2 separate regions of the Anser cygnoides genome follow, and region 1 is linked to region 2. A link is a contact called in public Hi-C data. All regions are on one chromosome and are shown on one strand. Each heading gives the region's core, a stretch centred on a gene start, on an enhancer-like site or on the middle of the called end of the contact. The rest is flanking DNA. Distances are from core to core; before and after follow the strand shown. Region 1 has its middle 160 kb from the start of HIVEP2. Region 2 holds the start of ADAT2 (adenosine deaminase tRNA specific 2).

Region 1 (3,223 bases), core at 488-2,987, 340 kb before region 2:
ACCTTGCATAAACACAACCAGCTTGCAAGGGACTAGTGAGAACATTGTCCTCTGTGGCACATACCCTCAGATTTCTTCAGAGATGGAAACTTAACTAGCTTTCTTGTCCCTATGCATGCTCCAGGATACTTGGTAATATATCCTCCCACAGCAGCTTTTGTGACTATAGCCTTTATTTCATCTACAAGTACCCAAATGAAAATCTTTTGAACACATTAAAAGTTCTGAGATTTTGCTTCACCAAGAAACACTTTTAAAAATTATTTTATTTTATGATGTTTTTTTTGTGTGTGTGTCTTAGAATGAGGGCATGAGTTGGCAACAGAGCCAAAAAAATCCCTTAAATGCACAGCTCTTCTGGTGGCAGATTGTTCACTGTAGGAGGTCACTGGTTGTTCTTCACATCTCATGGGTGTTGCAGAAGTAGTTGTCAGGGAGCTATAAAAAAAACAGAAATGAAGCTTGTTTGGCGTATTCAGAATAGAGTGTTCATGTAATCAGAAGAAAATATTGCGTTGAGTTCTGTGAATGGTACACAGATACTATGGGCAATTGGAGCCTTATACATTTATATAACGCATAATTACTTAATTCAATTATTCAAAGAAAATTACTTCACACCCCCACAGAATACCCTGTATCTTGCTAAGGAGACAGATATGCCTGGTTTTACACTCAAGTAATGTCACCTCCAGTAGAAGCTCATTTATTAAAATACCAGAATACTGCTGTATGATGCCTAGTGTAACACCCACCTCCCACGCACACAGGGCAGTGCGCGTCTTATAACAAAGGAGGCATTCATAGCTATTATCTTGAAAGGTAGTATGGGCGATAAATGCATTAAAGGGACCAGAGAAATGTTCATTTCACCAAGAAAAAACTAACATAGCTTAGCGGTGTTTTTACAGGAAGCTGAAGTTCATCCATACTTGGTATCCCAGGACCAACTTCCCCACACGCTGTCAAAAATTTTATTATAACCTTGAACTTCATCTGTGTCTTACATCTATCAAGAACCCCAAATCCAGACACTTTACCCTTTGTTCCCAAAAGGTCCAAAACTAAATTTGGGTCTCAGCTCTTTAGCTAAGGCCTTGGCAGCTTCACCTAGGCCTGTTACCACCAAGACATCACTGCCAGCTCAAGCTCTCTTGCAGGCTGGAGCAGGCACAGGAGCAGGAGCAGGAGCAGGCGCAGGAGCAGGAGCAGGAGCAGGAGCAGGAGCAGGAGCAGGGCTCCTGAGAGCCCCTTGGTTTGGGTTAGACAGACACTGGTGACTGGGTTCACTGCTTCCCTGCGGAAGGGTGCTGGCTGCAGCTTTTGCTGCTGTTATAGCTACAACAGCTCTCTGTCCATTAATATGCCTTTTGTGCAAAATCCAGTCTGGCACTTTCAAGAAGGAAAAGGTGGTAATGAAGGGAATCTCAAGTTCCTAAACCTACTCCAAACTATTAGAAAAAAAAATGATTGAGATTGAGCTATGATTCTTGGAGGAGAATGAAAGAAATAAATGGAAAAACAGACAAACAAAAAACAGCTTCAGTACTACCAGGTCACTCTATGCAAAGTGATTTCTCTGATCTTTCCCTGCTCCACCACTTTTGCTGAGCATTTAAGAAATGGTAACAGATTTCCAGAGCAGCAGACTGACAAGCGGCATTTCAGTGAGAGGTCAGCCCTCCGCATGGGCCACGTGAAGTGTGTGACAACCTGCTTGCCCAGTTGGTAGCTGAAGGTGCTCAGCAGGTCTAACTGCAAAGGCGACAGCTTTGCTTTCCGAGCTCAGATAGTGTTATTCAGAGCAAACCGCAACCTCTTGTGTGTTGAAACTCGCAAAGCCCAGTGGGACCGAAGCAGGGCACCAGCTGCTTCCAAACAGGAACGGCCAGATTTGGGGGGGTTCACGCTAGCCACAGGACAGAGATTAGCAGTCACGAGGTTCATGCAGGTCAGACCTTCCCTTTCCCTTCAGCAAGTTTAACTCCTCAAGCGCAGCAGACTCACACTTTGTCTTCATGCCATGTCCTGACAGTGCATGCAGGAAGCAGGAAAACCTAACGCGTGCTATATAAAGCAGCACAAATATGCACATTGTGTAACAAAGGTCTGTTGAAAGGAGATAAAGAGACAGCCCGATTTCTTTCCCTTTTTCGCCCGTGTCCTCATTCCCCTCCGCCCTCCCGCCTGGCTGTCTGGGGGAGGTTTCACATTGCATTAGCGTTACCGCCCGTGCGTTGGCCTTTGCTGTGCCACCGCCGCCGGCTGCCTGGCAGCTGGGGCAGGGACAGCCTCCGACGGGCAGGATGGGGACCACTCTGTGGTGACAGACCCTCAGCCCGAGGCAGATCTTTGGGGCATGGAGCAGCCGCGCGGCATCACCGCTCCGTCCATCACTTCCAGCTGCCTTCAGTTGGGTATCTAGGGCAGCTTTGGCAGCTCACAAAGCCTATTGTTTTGATGCTGATGATGCCCAGTTAGACCTTGACCCTCGGCATTAAAAAGAAGACATCTTTATTTCTTTTTTTTTTCTTTCTTTTTTTTTTTTTTTCCCAGGGAACTCCATCATACTGCGCAATGCCTCTTGTATCTAACCTCATTAAAGGAACTCGTCTAACTCAGCTGTACTGAGGAAACTCTCACCTCCCCCAAAGGCAATGACTCAAGATACTAATCAGTACAATGAGGATGTCTGAGGGTTTTTCCATCCACTACTTCAGTCTGGGCTATACTTTTCCTTCCTCCACTACTGCAGCCACAAAGGCTGTGCTCACTTTGTAAAGGAAGGCATCCAGCCACTTCTTGTGCTGACCGCCTGGGGAATATGTAAGTTTAAGCCAAGTGCCAAACAATTAAAAGTGGCCCAGAGTACACCCAGAAGAGGCTATATTCTGCTTTACCGTACCCTTCCCTCTTTACTGTTCTTTGTTTCTGCTTTCTTTGCTTTCCACCATAATTTTGCCCTTGCAGCCCTTTGGGGTTTGAGCAGAAGTAAGTGCCATTTCTGAAGAAGACTCTTAGAGAAAATATGGCTGCTGCATTTGGCCCAGAAACATCTTCACAGCTGCTGACCATCACGGTTTCATCCCTGGTTGTTGAAGAGATGAGATAGGAACACCCTCAGGATTCAGAAATATGTCGTACTAAGGCCCGACCTAACAATGTAACACCACCTGAAGTTGCTCTGCTCACATCTCTGGAAATAAAATTGGTGGGTTCAGAC
Region 2 (3,434 bases), core at 302-2,801:
TTCCTGTCACTATAATGTAAACATTTATGAAAATTAAGTGACAAAAGAATTGCAACTTGAGCTAAACAGAAACTTAAAACTGACTTGGCTTTCAAAGATACTAACAGCTAAGATACTAACAGCTTACTGTTTCCAAAATGCAGCTGGAATTTTTGAAATCAGGCCACTTGGATTTATGTACGTACATTCAAGCAAACCTGATGCTAATATAAAAAAAAGGCAGAAAACTTCCCTAATATTTTAAATTGATTATGATTTTGTTATTAGTCTCACCAGTTATGTTCTGCTCATTTACCATCATATGATTTGTATGCAGCAATAACTCTAGCACAATTTTCCCAAAAAGTATCTGCTTTCCTATGGTGTTTACACAGACAGAATTTGAAATACCTATCTTCTATGCCACCTAACTTTCTTGAGTTGTTAAAAAAATATTTTAATACGTTATGAATGTCTTACAAATTAGTATAATAGTTCATCTTTACTGGTATATTTTTGAACCTACGAGACTTATTTGCACCTTTTATCACATTTTGAGAATAGAGACACTGAATATAAATTTCAGCCAGATCCTGCAATCAGATCCATTTACACAGCTACAAAAAATCTTCACTGACTTTAACGTGTCTCTCAGCATGCATAAGATCTAACTTTATAGCTAAAACTGCAAGCATCAGGTCTAAAAATCTAAAGGTAATACTTTTGTGAAAGGAAGAAGAGTGGAAATCAAACATCAGCTTTTGTTAGCCTATGCACTCTGCAACCGCGCACAACTTCCCAGCTCCTTGTCTTCTCCTTTCCCCTTCCAAAACGATTCCTCTGTTTGTACGGGAGTTTTCCTAGAAAAGCAAGAGAGCTGGATTTTCAGTTTACACGTCATGACCTTTCAAAAAGCTTATAGCACAATATGAAATTGGGAAGCCCTTCTTTGCGGAGAGGCAGTGGGAGCAGGAGTCCTCGGGTCCCCGGACGGGCAGGCAGGGAGGCCGTTCAGCGACGGGCCGCGGCAGGTCGGGCTGGCGGGTGGCCGTGACGATCCCGGGGGCCTTTTCATCCCAGACGCCGGCTCGGTGCCAGCCTGCCGGTAACACCCACCTCTCCCGGCCCCGCTGGGGGCAGCGTGCCGCCGGGACGGCCTCGCAGCCTCCTCCCCCCGACCCTCCCCAGCCTCCCCGGGACGCGGGGCCGAGACCCCCGCGCTCCCCGCTCCCCCCCCACTCACGTTCTTGGTCTCGTTCACCTCGTTCCTGCCTTCCCCCAGCACCCGGCCCTCGTACACCAGCAGGCAGCCCACGGGCACCTCCCCGACCTCCAGCGCTCCTCGGGCCTGCGGGGGGACACACGCGGCCGGGATGAGCCGGGAGGCGGCGGGGGGGGGGGGAGCACGCGGAGCCCGCCCGGCCGCCCCCCGCACCGACCACTTGGAGGGCCCGCTCCATGAAGCCGAGCCGCGTCGCCTCGTCCTCCATGGCGGCCCCGGCGGAGCGCGGCGCCGTTTCCGGGGGACGCCCGGCGAGGCACCGCGGGCGGAGCCGGGGCCGCCGCCGCCACCTCCCCTTCCGCCGCCGCGGGGAGGCGAGGGGAGGCCGTGCTGAGCCGAGCCGGGCGGGCAGGATGCTCCGCTCCCTCTGGAGTTTCCTCAAGCGGCACAAGAAGAAATGCCTCGTCCTCGGCACCTTCCTCGGCGGTGAGCGGCCGGGGAGGGGCTCGTCCCGCGCGGGGGGGGGGGGGGGGGAAGGAAAAACCCCCTCGGGTCCCGCTGCTGGCTGGCTCCGGGCCCCTAGGAGCCCTCCCGGCCGGCACGGGGTTATTGGTAGCCGGGACCGGGTTTGGAGCGGCGCCTCGGGTCTGTCCCTGTGCCGTGTAAGCGTCTGGTAAAGGGGGGGTCTCCCGAGACTGGGCGCTTCTCACGAGGTGCAGCCGCGGCTCTGCCTGCCCAGGCGTCACCTCCGCGTGCGTTCCCTGCAGGTGGCACGGGTTTAAGTGTTACTGAGCTGCCGAGGAAGGCTTGGCTCGCTTATACCCCCCGGAACACGCCCAGGGGGTTAAATATCGGGGGCTGAAGTGTTTCTGCAGCACATCTTGGCTCTCAGCTTTTGATTCAGGTGAGGGCTCTTGTGGAGGTGACTGGATGTAATTCTGACTCCCCTCGGCTGTTGTGGCCTCCGCAGCCTCTCAGCGTGAACTCCTTCAGCAATAAGTTAGGCAGCGGTTACTGAAAGCAGCTGTCGAGCCCCTTTACCCCTTCTCCTGCAGGTTTTCTGGCTCTACAAGTACAGCAGAAAGTAATGGTTACCAGCTTCTGAGCCCGCTTACAGCCCACCATGGCAAATTGAGCTGATTTACTTTAGCGTGACAAGCTGAAGACTGTGCCCCCCCCCCTTCACTGCCCGTGTGGGAGTGCCAGGTGGGCAAATGGGCCTAGTAAAAGCACAAGCTGGCCTGGTTTCAGCTAGCCAACGTGGAACAGTGTCTGGGTGGGCAAGCAGATATCATGGGGCTGATGGCTCTCAGTAGTCCTGATAGCCAGAAATCCTAAATTCATCACACATAAGTGGCCTTCTGTCAGCCCGGGAACCATCCTAGTGTCACTGAACTTGCAGTTTTTTGCTTACGATGGATGCTGTTGAGGTACAGTTTGGTACAACTGTCACTGACATGCTATTGACTGTGTGAAGTACACTGAAAAGATAAAAATTTGGGACTCTGTAGTAAATTGGAGCAACCACGAGCAGGAGAACATCGTGAGCTGCCATCAGCTGCAACTTGCACCATAATGTTTTAAGGCAGCTGGGGAGATGGAGGGATTTACTGCAGAATGCTACACTACACTTGTTTTGCAGCTGAATCACGTGTGCTTTGGCCATCTGTGTGTTAGTTATGGATCAGACCTTAATCTAACTCGAGTTATGTCACGGCACTGCTAAGGAATGAGAACCCCAGAATCCACAACTGATCCTTCAAAAAACATTGCTTAACGCTGAAAGGTAGAATGCAACTTCACCTGATTACTTTTATTTAAAGACAGAATACTCTGAATTGGCTGAATGATGTGAGAAAAGCAGCCTAATCATCTGCTGATATAATGTCAGAGAGTGGACGCTACGTCTCTCTGATGTATTTTTCTTAAGAGCTGTAGTTGCAGTTTCTGGGAAGGAGGATGTAACAAAGGAAAATGGGACATCACAAGCTTAATGATTTTAAGTCTTTGACTGGCAAGCATTCAGAGATTGATGTGAATACTTAATTATTCATTAGACAACACAGGAGAATCTCTACATTATTACTGGTACAATGTTTTATCAGTGTTGCATTACTGAAGAACCACAAACATCTGAGTTGGTTGGTACCTTTTCTCTGCTTACAAATTCCATGCGTGTTATCAGTGGCTGTTGTTGTTAATGTAATTTGTGTGACTCCCAACACTCATATCT

What was found. Hi-C and Micro-C count contacts between places; a contact is called where the count stands out from the background.
Region 1: a contact with region 2 is called in a Hi-C map of liver, with 2.0 times the contacts expected there. The contact joins the enhancer-like site here to the promoter of ADAT2 in region 2. A contact is called at or near these places in 3 of 7 Hi-C or Micro-C datasets (granulosa cells and liver).

The regions. Positions count from the first base shown.
Region 1 is chr3:58,204,140-58,207,362 of Taihu_goose_T2T_genome, reverse strand. No RefSeq gene overlaps it. Among named protein-coding and RNA genes, the nearest start is that of HIVEP2, 160 kb to the right of the region's middle. Within about 2 kb of position 1,737, at least 2 of the 3 cell types and tissues checked have open chromatin away from gene starts, as enhancers often do. A contact at or near this core is called in liver, where this site is marked.
Region 2 is chr3:57,860,555-57,863,988 of Taihu_goose_T2T_genome, reverse strand. It overlaps ADAT2 (adenosine deaminase tRNA specific 2), which reads right to left and starts at 1,551. Exons shown (of 6, transcript XM_066994223.1): 1 at 1,419-1,551; 2 at 1,223-1,327. The coding sequence starts at 1,469. PEX3 (peroxisomal biogenesis factor 3) reads left to right here and starts at 1,558. Exons shown (of 12, transcript XM_048080773.2): 1 at 1,558-1,687. The coding sequence starts at 1,615.